3 separate regions of the Pan troglodytes genome follow, and regions 2 and 3 are each linked to region 1. A link is a contact called in public HiChIP or PLAC-seq data. All regions are on one chromosome and are shown on one strand. Each heading gives the region's core, a stretch centred on a gene start, on an enhancer-like site or on the middle of the called end of the contact. The rest is flanking DNA. Distances are from core to core; before and after follow the strand shown. Region 1 holds the start of DYNLRB1 (dynein light chain roadblock-type 1). Region 2 holds the start of AHCY (adenosylhomocysteinase). Region 3 holds the start of ITCH (itchy E3 ubiquitin protein ligase).

What was found. HiChIP or PLAC-seq counts read pairs in DNA pulled down with a chosen protein or histone mark.
Region 2: an H3K4me3 HiChIP or PLAC-seq map of stem cell-derived excitatory neurons shows a contact between it and region 1, with 5 times the contacts expected there. The contact joins the promoter of AHCY here to the promoter of DYNLRB1 in region 1. A contact is called at or near these places in 4 of 7 Hi-C or Micro-C datasets (blood, induced pluripotent stem cells and stem cell-derived neural progenitor cells), 1 of 1 datasets of contacts at active chromatin or transcription factors (stem cell-derived excitatory neurons) and 1 of 1 other capture datasets (stem cell-derived neural stem cells).
Region 3: an H3K4me3 HiChIP or PLAC-seq map of stem cell-derived excitatory neurons shows a contact between it and region 1, with 2.6 times the contacts expected there. The contact joins the promoter of ITCH here to the promoter of DYNLRB1 in region 1. A contact is called at or near these places in 1 of 7 Hi-C or Micro-C datasets (stem cell-derived neural progenitor cells) and 1 of 1 datasets of contacts at active chromatin or transcription factors (stem cell-derived excitatory neurons).

The regions. Positions count from the first base shown.
Region 1 is chr21:40,753,746-40,757,773 of NHGRI_mPanTro3-v2.0_pri, forward strand. DYNLRB1 (dynein light chain roadblock-type 1) reads left to right here and starts at 2,208. Exons shown (of 4, transcript XM_514596.6): 1 at 2,208-3,017. The coding sequence starts at 3,015.
Region 2 is chr21:40,532,210-40,536,237 of NHGRI_mPanTro3-v2.0_pri, forward strand. AHCY (adenosylhomocysteinase) reads right to left here and starts at 2,383. Exons shown (of 10, transcript NM_001280434.1): 1 at 2,286-2,383. The coding sequence starts at 2,373.
Region 3 is chr21:40,599,343-40,603,370 of NHGRI_mPanTro3-v2.0_pri, forward strand. It overlaps ITCH (itchy E3 ubiquitin protein ligase), which reads left to right and starts at 1,838. Exons shown (of 25, transcript XM_003954427.6): 1 at 1,838-1,962.

The sequences.
Region 1 (4,028 bases), core at 958-3,457:
ACAACACTGGGAGTCGAATGTGACCAATTTTGCCATTCCATTTAATTAGTCTCCAAATCCTATCCCCAAAACTTTTTTTTTTTTTTTTTTTTTTGAGATGGAGTTGCGCTCTGTCGCCCAGGCTGGAGTGCAGTGGCGCAATCTCGGCTCGCTGCAACCTCCACCTCCCGGGTTCAAGTAATTCTGCCTCAGCCTCCCTAGTAGCTGGGATTACAGGTGCCCATCACCAATGCACGGCTAATTTTTGTATTTTTAGTAGAGATGGGGTTTCCCCACGTTGGCCAGGCTGGTCTCGAACTCCTGACCTCAGGTGATCCGCCCGCCTTGGCCTCCCAAGTGTTTGGATTACAGGCATGAGCCACCGTGCCTGGCCCCAAAACTTTTAAAAATCCCTTCTCTCAGAGCTGACAACATTGCCACAGCCCACGTGCTTCCTCCCTAATCTGGCTGACCATAACAGCATCCTGTCTTCATTTTTCCATCCTCCTCGCTCCAGTATATCTTCTGTACTACCTCAGGATTATCTGTGGAAGACCTGTCTCATGCCTCCTCTACCTAAAATTTTACAGTGGTTTCTCCATTACCGCAGAATAAAACTTTTTTTTCTTTTTTTTGAGACGGAGTCTTGTTCTGTCGCCCAGGCTGGAGTGCAGTGGCGCGATCTTGGCTCACTGCAACCGCCGCCTCCTGGGTTCACGCGATTCTCCTGCCTCAGCCTCCCCGAATAGCTGGGGTTACAGGCGCACACCACCACCCCCGGCTAATTTTTTGTGTATTTTTAGTAGAGGGGCTTTCACTATGTTGGCCAGACTGGTCTCGAACTCCTGACCTCGTGATCCGCCCGCCTTGGCCTCCCAAAGTGCTGAGATTACAGGTGTGAGCCACTGCGCCGGGCCAAAACTCTTAAAGTTTGTAAGCCTGCCACTCCGGGACATTCTTGGTCCTATTCCAGCTCCTCCATTCTCATTTTGGCTCCTGTCACATGAACTATTGGCCATTCTCTTTTTTGCTTCTGGGATTGTAATCTGTTAAAATCCTTTCACTCCTCTCAGTCTGGTTTTCCATGGGCAAGACAGTGGTGATTCTTCCAGTGCTTATCTTCCAGGATGTTTTAGGGTCCAGTCTCTGCAGCACTTCTTCCCCTTGCTAAATGCTTTCCTAATGTTTCCAGCATTCAATAGAAATTCCTTTGGATCCAGTCCTTTTAAAAATTTATTTTGAAATAATTTTACATTTACAGAGCTGTTGCAAAAATGGTTAAGAGTTCCTGCACAGTCTTCACCCAGCTTTCTCCAATGTTATGATCCCACATAACCATGCTAGAATTACCAAAACTAATAAATTAACACTGGTAAAAATAACACTAAACTACAGCCCTTACTCAGATTTCACCAATTTTCCCACCCATGTTATTTTTCTTTCTCCTTACTCCTCTAATCTGTGACAGTTCCGCATTCATTCCTTGCTTTCATGACTTTGAGATTTTGGGGGGCGGGGGCGGGGTACAGGTATCTTGTAGAACATCCCTCACACTGGATTTAGTGAAGTTTTCTCATGGTTTAAGGCTGGGAGTTTTTGTGGAAAATGACTCGGAGGTGATGTGCCCTTAACGCATTTTTATCGGGGCACACGGCATCAATATCTCCCCTTGCCAGTAATACTAACTTTGATCTGGTTACGGTGGTGTCTGCTAGGTTTCTTCGCAGTAAAGTCAATCCTCTTAACATGCAGACACTCCTGGAAGGAGAACCAAATCCTTCCTCACTGAAGAGCAGCTACTGTGGAATGAAACTTTGGAGTTAGATCATCGTTGAATCCAGCAAGCTACAGTGCCTGGGAGAAACAGCATTTATAAAGTATCGAGGTTACCGATACTTCCCTGAAGCTACCGGAGATAACGTTATGTGCGTGTTCAGCACAGTAATGTGGCACAGGGTTCACTAAACGGCAGCATGTTTTAACAGAAGTTATTTACTCCTAGAGGACCCAGAAACGTTTGCGGCCTGCGGGAACAGGACAACACAGGGCTCTGGGAAGAGTCCCCCTTTCAGAGGTGAGAACAAGACAGAACACACAGATGTGAAGTGCCTTCTGCTAGGTAACGCGAGGCGGGGCTGAGCTCGGATTCTAAAGACTCCCAGGGCAGCCCTAACCAATTCATCTCCGAGCTTGCACGGCATCTTACCCGGAGACTCCAGAGGTACCTGACTCCAGCCCCACCCCAGGCCTGCCCGATCCCGAAGCGCATTTTGGCCCTGGGCCTCTCTCTGCCTCAGTCTGGGCGCAAAGCGGGTCTCAGCAACCGTCCCACTTGCCTTCATACCCTCCCACCACGCTCCACTCAGGGACTCCAGAACCAGCTTAGACCTCCATTGAGAGCTGAAAGCCTCTTCCGATACCGAGAACCAGCACTGAAAGCCTCTTCCGATACCGAGAACCAGCATGGTTTTTGTTTTGTTTTGTTTTAGTCAGGGTCTCTTGCTCTGTCGCCCAGGCTGGAGTGCAGTGGCGCAATCTCGGCTCACTGCAGCCTCGAACTCCTGGTCAGGCGATCCTCCTACCTCAGCCTCTGGAGTAGCTGGAACTACACGAGCGCGCCACCACGCCCGGCTAATTTTGTTTATTTTTTAGTAGAGAAGGGGTCTCTCCATGTTGCCCAGGCTGATCTCGAACTCTTGGGCTCAAGCAATCCTTCCGACTCGGCCTCCCAAAGTGCTGGAATTACAGGCGTAAGCCACCGCGTCCAGCCAGAACCAGCATCTTTTCTGCACGGCTAGAGTTGGGAATTTTCCACAGCTTAGCGCACTGCTCCTTAGCTTTTCGCTTTGCCACAGTGGAAAGCAGATTTTCCAAGAATCCTGGCGGAGCCAAGATCGGCTCGCCCGCCCCCGCCTCACGCTGGCTCCTGATAGGCAGCTAGAGCTGTCCGTTTTGACAGAAACCTTTGCGCAGGCGCAGAAAGGCACAGGACTGGGCTAAGTGTTCGCTACGCGGGGCTACCGGATCGGTCGGAAATGGTGAGCGTGCGCCGGGGTCTTGTGGCTGGCGGCCGCCCACCACCCCACGCCAGGCTTTCAGTCTTCCGAGGATGAGGGGATCTCAGAGCTCCGGACAGGGAATCGGTGGTGGCTGGGCGTGGCCGGGCCCGGGCCCCAGCCGACTTGAGGGTGGAACCCGGCGGCGGAGGCCTCTAGAGCCTGACCGAGGCGGGGCCGCCGGATCCCGCTGCCCCTTGACCGGAAGCAGGAGCCCAGCCTCGGCCAGGAAGAGATGATGGGCGAGGGGTGGGCGGCGGCCCTGCAGCCTAGAGTTTTGGGGCCTTGGTGCGCGATGGCAACCTTGCCAACGTTTCCCGGGAGCTCAGTTTGTGGCAGGCTCTGCCAAGCACTTTATGTATCTTGTATTTCCTCCGCCTCCTCCCAGCTCTGTGAGGTAGATACAATCTTTAGTCCCATTTTGTTATACATATCTGTTATTCAGCGCCCCGAGAAGCCAAGTGCTTTGCCCCAGAAAATAGTGGAGATGGATTTGAACCCTAGAAGCTTGACGGCCGCCACTCTGTCGGCGTGGTTCTTTCTAGCCGCTGGGACTGGGTGCCAGAGTCAGGAACGGGCGGGGTCTGCTCTTGGGGATCCCAAAGCTTGCTTTCTACCTTGCTTGCTGCAGTTGTGGGTTCTCAACGCCATTACAGGTTTTGTGTTTGTAATCCTCACAGCTTGGGCAAAATTTGAAAAAGTTTTAAATTTTAAGCCATGTGAACATATTACTTTTTCAAAAATCTTATTTAGAAATCTAGAGCTTGTAATTAAAAAATTGAAAAAAGAAACCGTGTCATCACCTAGAGGCAACCACTTACAGTAGTCATATGACTTCTAGTCTTTTTTGCTTGTTTTTGGTTTATACAGTTTAGCCCCTATTGAATGTGCAATTGTGGGTTCTGTGTTTTTCATTATTACACCACAATATCTCCACATCATTACAAACATGTAATAATGCTTCAAATATGTATAACTTCATTTTTCACATCA
Region 2 (4,028 bases), core at 1,133-3,632, 220 kb before region 1:
AAGAGTGCACCAGGGTGACTCAAATAGAGGCGTAAGATGAGTTGGGACTTCAGTCCCAGTGAAGTGGGGAACCTACAGTTTTCAGGGACCAGCATTCAGAGACCAGATTTGTCTTTTGAAAAGACCCCATTGGCTGCTGTGTGGATCTGTGGAGCAAGAGATCCAGGGAGACCTGCAAGGAGAGAGACCAGACTGGGGTGGTGACCGTGGAGACAGACAAGTGGCAGATCTGCTCACATAAAATGGAGACAATACTACTTTATCTGTATGCATGTCTGTGCCACCCCTGTCTCTGGGTCACCTTTGTGTCTCCAGCACGACCTGGCTCAGAGAAGGGGTCAGCAACTGTTTACTGACCATATCTGTCGTCAGAACTGAATGAAAGATCCATGAGAGGGGCTGGCACATGACAAGGGTGGCAAAGAAAAACAACACAAATCTGAACCTAGTCTGAGTCCCAGCATTTACTAATGACCCAGAGAGGAGTTTGCTGCAGGTTCCATAGCCAATTAACCGCAGAACCAGAACTGGCAGCCAGGCAGGGCTAGAGCAGAGGCCCCTCTCAAGGCCCCTCCTGGGAGGGGCCCGGCTGTATGGGACAATGGGTTATGCCCTGTGCTGCTAAGCTCCACCCCTCCACCACCACATGTCCCTCCAGCTAAAAATAACTCCTTCAGTGCCCTCGAGGACACTGTGCCAGCCCCACAGTTTTCCCTGGGACCCTCAACTCCAAAGGCACAGGAGAGGCTAGATGCTGCAATCTCTGGAGCTAAGGACTTGCAAAAGTCACAGGAACACCTGTCCCCAGGACAAGCCAAGAGGAACAGCAAGAGCCCCTGTAAACATCAGTTTCTTCATCTGTAAAGTGTGGATAATCATCCCTAGCTTGCTATGCGCCTTAAGTAAAGATAATGCCATATGATCAAGATCTGGCATACAGCAGGGCCTCCTTCCTCTAGCCCCACCCAGCTAAGCTCCCCATTTCCCAAATCCAGCTTTATCTCCACCCACACAACCCAATGGCCCCAATCCTGACCCACTAATCTCTCCACAGTATGACAAGCCCCCATTCCAGCTCTACTATTGATGTGACCTTCACATAACCTTTCTGGGTTCAGTTTCAGCATCCACACAATGGAGACAGTCTACTCTGGTAGCAACTTGATGAACTACTTCAACAGAATCTTTGCAAGTCACCTCCCAAGGGCCTCAGTTTCATGCTCTATATAACGGGATTACGTCCACCTCTATGAAGATTATTGTGTAAACACACGTAAATCACCAGATATACAGCAAGTGTTTCCATAAATGTGGATGGCATTCTCCAGACTTAATAGTGTCTTTTTTTGTTTGTTTTTTTTTTGGGACAGGGTCTTGCTCTGTTGCACAGGTTGGAGTGTGGTGGTGCAATCTTGGCTCACTGCAACCTCCGTCTCCCCGGCTCAAACAGTCCTCCTGCCTCAGCCTCCCGAGTAGCTGGGAATGAAGGCGCCCGCCACCACGCCCAGCTAGTTTTTGTATTTTTGGTAGAGATAGCGTTTCACCACGTTGGCCAGGCTGGTCTCAAACTCTTGACCTCAAGTGATTCGCCCACCTCGGCCTCTCAAAGTGCTGGGACTACAGGGGTGAGCCACCACACCCAGTCCAATAGTGTCAAAGTTACTTGAAAAGCTACCAGCCAAACTGAACTGGTTTTTGCTGAAAATTCACTAGGATTGTTCCGCGTGTATTCGCTTGCACACAGTGGTGAAAGGGTGCGCTCAGAGATCTAGATGGCCTGCGTTCCAATCTTGCTCCATCACCACCAGCTGTAAGACTGAGGGCAAGTTACCTCTGCCTCAGGATTCTCATCATAAAATGAGAAGTTTCCCTACAGAGCCATGAGACTAGAATAAAGCTAGAAGGCAGTGCCGATCCCACAGGAAACACTAAGTAAACGTTAACTATCCCTGTATTACACTTCAATCGGTGGGACAGCAGGATTTTTCAAACCACTCCAAATTTTCTTCGAGATTTCGGCAAGGCTGCCCCTGCTGGCGGGGTGGGGGACCCCACAGGTTGGGTAACTGGCCCAAAGTCCCAGGGGAGAGGAGGACCCGAGCCGGCCTGGGGCTCGCTTTCCAGGCCTCTCCTCATACACCCTCCGGGGTGCCCTCGCCGTCCCTGTAGGAGGCCCAGAGAGGGGTGGACGCTCGTCGGGGCCGCCCAGCTGGACAGGGTCCGGTCCAGGCCTAGGAGGCCGGGCGCAGGCCCCCCGAGCAGGGTCCGGCAGGTGCCAGCCGTACCAGGCCGTGGCCAGGTGTGCTCTCCCGCGGAGCACGCCGCCAGTTTGCGGCTCGCAGACCGCGCGGCGGCCCCGGCGTCGCGGGGCATGCTGGGACTTGTAGTCCACGGCCACCCGGAACGGCCCGCTCATGGCCGCGCGAGAACTCCAACTTCCAGGTGGCTTCGCGCGGCCAGAAACGCGCCGAGGCTGCGATTCCAGGGGGTCCAGAGCGCCCCGAGTCGGCCCTGCAGCCCCCGCCACGAACAAGCCCCGGGCGGCCGCAACCGGCTGCAGGTCCTGGGACTCACCGACTTTGTAGGGCAGTTTGTCAGACATGCTGGCGGCACTCGTGATGGAAACGGGCGAAGGGGGCTGGGCCTCAGTCTGGGAACAGGAACTGGGCGGGCAGCGCCGGGCAGGGATATGCGCGTGGCGCCGACGCCTTTAAATATCTTCCTCGCACTTGCATATTCATGACACGCTGGGGCGGGGCCCAACGCGCAGGGCGGAGCCGGGAGGGGATTTCGATCCCTGAAAAGAAGCCTCAGAATTTCACAAGGCGTGGCCCCAGGAGTCTCACTCACCGGTCCGGAAGGGAGCGCCGGGAGAGGCCTGAGAGCCAGCCGGGCCGTCCTCTCGCTGGTTCAGCCAGTTGATTCAGTGTCAAAACCCAGCGGAACTGAAATTCCGCCAGTTCACTTCCCTGTGCCTCAATTTCCTCATCTATAAAATGGGCCAAATGACATCTGCCACACAGATTATTATAAGTAAAGTTGCAGGCCAGGCGCGGTGGCTCACACCTGTAATCCCAGCACTTTGGGAGGCCAAGGCGGGAGGATCGCTTGAGCCCAGGAGTTCAAGACCATCCTGGGCAACACAGTGAGACCTCAACTCTACAAAAAAAAATTAAAAATTAGCCGGGCGTGGTGGCGCGCGCTTGTGGTCCCAGCTACTTGGGACGCTGAGGCGGGAGGGAGGATCTTTTGAGCCTGGAGATCGAGGCTGCAGTGAGCTATCATCCCACCACAGCACTTGAGCCTGGGCGAAAGGGCAAGACCCTATCTCAAAAAAACCAAAACAAAGTTAAGTTGCCATTTGTCAGGTACCTACTGACATCCCAAACATTCGCCTTACTCCAAGTAACCACCACCCTGAATTTAAGTAAGTTTGCATACATTTCTTATACTTTTACTGCATCCGTATATCATTAAATAGTTCTTTCTGTGTTTAGCACCTTTATATATCAACCGTATTTACCCTTCTGCAACTTGCTTTTTTCTGTGAGCATTATATTTATGAGACTCATGCATATAGCTTGAGTATATTCATTTTTGCTGCTGTATAATTCAGTCATCCTAGGCATGGGAAGGGGGAATTGGTTTCAGGACCTCTGTGGACTCCAAAACCCTTCTATGCTCAAGTCCCTCATATAAAATGAGGCAGTATTGGCATATAACCTATGCACATTCCTCCGTACACTTTAATCATCTCTAGATTACTTATAACTAATATAATGTAAATGCTATGTAAATAGTTGTTTTGTAATTTGTATTATTTTTATAGTTATGTTTTTTTAATTGCTTTTTTTCCCCTGAATTTTTTTTTTTTAATGGAGTCTCACTCTGTCGCCCACACTGGAGTGCAGTGGCACCATCTAGGCTCGCTGCAACCTCCACCTCCCGGGTTCAAGCAATTCTCCTGCCTCAGCCTCCCGAGTAGCTTGGATTACAGGCACGCACCACCACACCTGGCTAATTTTGTT
Region 3 (4,028 bases), core at 588-3,087, 150 kb before region 1:
GCGTGGTGGCTCACCCAACTCTACTAAAAATACAAAAATTAGCCAGGCGTGATGGCATGCGCTTGTAGTCCCAGCTACTTGGGAGGCTGAGACAGAAGAATCACTTGAACCCAGGAGGCGAGCGGAGGTTGCAGTGAGCCAAGATTGCGCCACTGCACTCCAGCCTGGGCGACAGAGCAATACTCTGTCTCAAAAAAAAAAAAAAAAAAAAAAAAAAAGAGACGGGGTTTCACCATGTTGGCCAGACTGGTCTCAAACTCCTGACCTCAAGTGATTTGCCTGCCTTGGCCTCCCTAACTCCTGGGATTACAGGTGTAAGCCACTGACCCTAGCCAAGCCTAGGAGTCTGAGAACAGCCTGGGCAACACAGGGAGTCCACGTCTCTACAAAAATAAAAACAATTAGGCTAGTGTGGTGGCTTGAGCCTGGAGTCCCAGCTACTCAGGAAGCTGAGGTGAGAGGATCACTTGAGCCCAGGAGGTTGGCTGCAGTGAGCTATGATTGCACCGCTGCACTCCAGGTTGGGTGACAGAGCAAGACTCTGTCTCAAAAAAAAAAAAAAAAAAAGTCACTTTGAAAAATGTAAGTGACTTTCCAGATGGCAAAATACTATTTTCATTAGGAGGAAACAGGCTAAACAGTAATAGCAAAGGTCACTAAGTATTGAGCACTTAGTCATACCTCTGAGTCTCTGCTTGCATAGCCTATTATTTCTCACAAGCAATCCATGAAGAAGGTTAAGACAACGGACTTTCACACCAGACTGCCTGGGTTCTTATCAAGTATGTGACTTAGTTTATATATTTGTAAAATGGGGATAATAATGGTATTTCTGTAATAGGTTTGTTGTGAGAATAAAGGGAGCTTGGTATCAGCTCTTAGAATACCGGCCAGGCCACGTTGGCTCCACTAAGCTGTTGTCATCATCCCTAAGGGCACCCAGTTAAAAGGTAGAAAAGGGAGGATTTGAATCCGGTCAGTGTAACTCTCAAGTGTACATTTTTTTTCTTTTATTTTCTTTTTAACCACGGCCTTCAATGTACATTGTTAAAGGCTAAGCCAGGCCAGGTGCAGTGGCTCACATCTGTAATCTCAGCGATTGGGAGGCCCGAGGAGGGAGTATCGCTTGAGCCCAGGAGTTGGAGACCAGCCTGGGCAACATGGCGACACCGTGGCCCTATCCCCGCCCCATCCCATCCGCACCCCACCCCATCCCCATCTCTACAAAGAATAGAACAAAATTAGTCGGGTGTGGTGGTGCTCACCTGCTGTCCCAGCTACTCAGGAGGCCCAGGTGGGAGGCTCGCTTGAGCCCAGGAGTGTGAGGCTGTAGTGAGCTATGACTGCACCACTGCACTCCAGCCTGGGTGAAGGGTGAGACCTTATCTCAAAAAGAAGAAAAAAAAAGAAAAAGAAAAAAGAACAACTAAGTTATAAACTAACCTATATAGCCCATTGGTTCTCAAATTATGATTTCACTCGCTAGCAGTATCACTAGAGAGCTTGTTGGACATGCAAATTATCAGACCCTATCCTCCTATGCCAGATCTTCTGATCAGAAACTCTGGGGGTGGGGGTCAGCAGTGTAAGTTTTAATAAGCTCTCTAGGTGATTCTGATGCACACCATAGTTTGAGAATCACAGTCCTTATAGGCTCTGGTGGGCGGGGTGTTAAAAAAAAAAAAAAAAAGCCTGGAGGTGCTGGGAGCCGCTCGCGCCCATCTCATCTGGAGCTGAGGAAAACTGGGATTTAACTGATTTACCACCGCAGCCAGCTCTTCAAGCCAGGGGCGGGCCGGACGGCTGGCGCGCAAGGCCTGCTGGGGCTTGTAGTCTAGGCCACTTCCGCGCTCAGGCGCCTGCGCTTTAGCTGCTAACTCGCTCTAGTAGCTGTGGTCGGGGCTCGGGACCGGCTGCCATCTTAGTCTAGGGACTGAGGAGTCGCCGCCGCCCCGAGTCCCGGTAAACACCCGTGGGCGAACTCGGGGCAGTTCTCGGGAGAGGGAGGGAGTCCGGATGAGAATGTTCGGGGAGAACTAGGGTAGAGGAGTGGGACGCGCGGGTCGGGACCCCAGAGCCGCGGCTGCTCCTTCTTCCAGAGCCGGTGTCTGTCGGGGGCGCGGGGAGCTCGGGCTACTGGCCCGGGCCGGGCGGTGGGGGTGGGTTGTCTGGACGTTCGGAGGGATCAATGTCTGGCACAGGCTCCCGGAGGCCTTCGCCTCGCGGGCTCCAAGTTGTGAAAGGGCTGGGCCACGACGGGCGTGGGAACCGTCCGGCCCCTCGCCCCTCAGCCCCGCCTGGGGCCACTCTCCAGCGGTTCGGCCTACGCGCGGGGCCCGGCGGCCGGGGCCGGCGCGGGCGACGTGGCCCTGTGAGGGGCGGCGGCCGGGTCCCCCGCCACCCAGCTGGCCTTCTCGAGACTTTTCCGAGCCCCCAGTCGCTAGAAGGGCCCAGCACAGCGGCTGCCTCCCCTTCTCTCTCCCACTCGCCTCCTCCTTCCATTGTCCCCCCGGCGTGGTGGTCCCGGCTCCGGCGCCCTCCCCGACGTCCGCCACCGTCGTGGCGGCGCCGACTTTTGCAGACGTGGAGCTGTCACTGCCCTTCCTCCGGAGAGTGCCCTTTTCTTTAGCAGAGAAAAGAAAAAAGTAGCCGTTGAACGTATTCTAAGGGTCGAAACATGATGACATGACTTTTAAGTGGAGAACTCAAGTTTTCCAAGACAGTTCCCGTCCGCGACAGAAAAGAGAATCGCAGAATTTGTGCGCCCGAAGTAGACGCTGGGCCTAAAGTTAGTTGGACATGTAACCAGGTGAACTTGTAAAGGGCCAGGAATTCATTATCCCCAATTACAACGCAACCTTGTTTTCTTGGTTGTATTCGTATCCTAATCTTATTACATTTTCTGCCATTCTTCCACAGCTGCAGTATACTTGGTTTGGAGTGGGGGATGGGGAATTGTGGGATTTTTGCCTTGAAAATTAGTAAGACCCTGGAGCCAGCCACCCACTTAGGTGGGTTCTCCTGCATCTTTTCCTGATAGAATTCGATCTTCAGGAAGTATGTAAAGGCAGTGTATTTCCATTCTCAAAATCGGCTAAGGAATGGTTTATCAGTTGAGGTGAAGTTCTCATGGCAGATCTGCTGAGAGCTTGCTATGTGTATTTACAGGTTTATTTAAGCTACGATTTATTTTTAAGATTAAGAAATGGGCCGAGTGCTGTGTGTGGCTCACGCCTGTAATCCCAGCACTTTGGGAGGCCGAGGCGGGCAGATCATGAGGTCAGGAGTTCGAGACCATCCTGGCCAACATGGTGAAACCCCGTCTCTACTAAAAATACAAAAAAAAAAAAAAAAAAAATCCTGGGCGTGGTGGCGCGCGCCTGTAGTCCCAGCTACTAGGGAGGCTGAGGCAGGAGAATGGCTTGAACCCGGGAGGTGGAGGCTGCAGTGAGCCGAGATCTTGCTGCTGCACTCCAGCCTGGGCGACAGAGAGAGACTCCGTCTCAAAAAAAAAAAAAAAAAAAAAAAAAAAAGCAATGGGATGGGTGTGGTGGCTCACGCCTGTAATCCCAGCAATTTGGGAGGCTGAGGTGGGCGGATTACGTGAGCCCAGGAATTGGAGGTCAGCCTGGGCAACATCGTGAAACCCCGTCTCTACAAAAAATACAAAGATTTGCCGGGTGTGGTGGCGGGCGCCTGTGGTCCCAGATACTCAGGAGGCTGAGGTGGGGGAATTACCTGATTCCGGGGGGTCGAGGCTGCGGTGAGCTGTTACCGTTGCCACTGCATTCCAGCCTGGGTGACAGAGTGAGACCCTGTCTCAAAAAATAAAAAAAAAAATTTAGAAATGAAGGTGGAAATTCTACTGCTTCTTTGAACCGTGAATTTAAGTTTTGTGAGTCCAAAAGGAATTCCATTACATTCAGCATACAGGTCAAGTCACCAAGGATATGATATGAAATTAAAAAAATGAGTACAGAGTACTTCTTCAGTGTATTCTAGAATCAAACATTTCTACATTCTTTAGA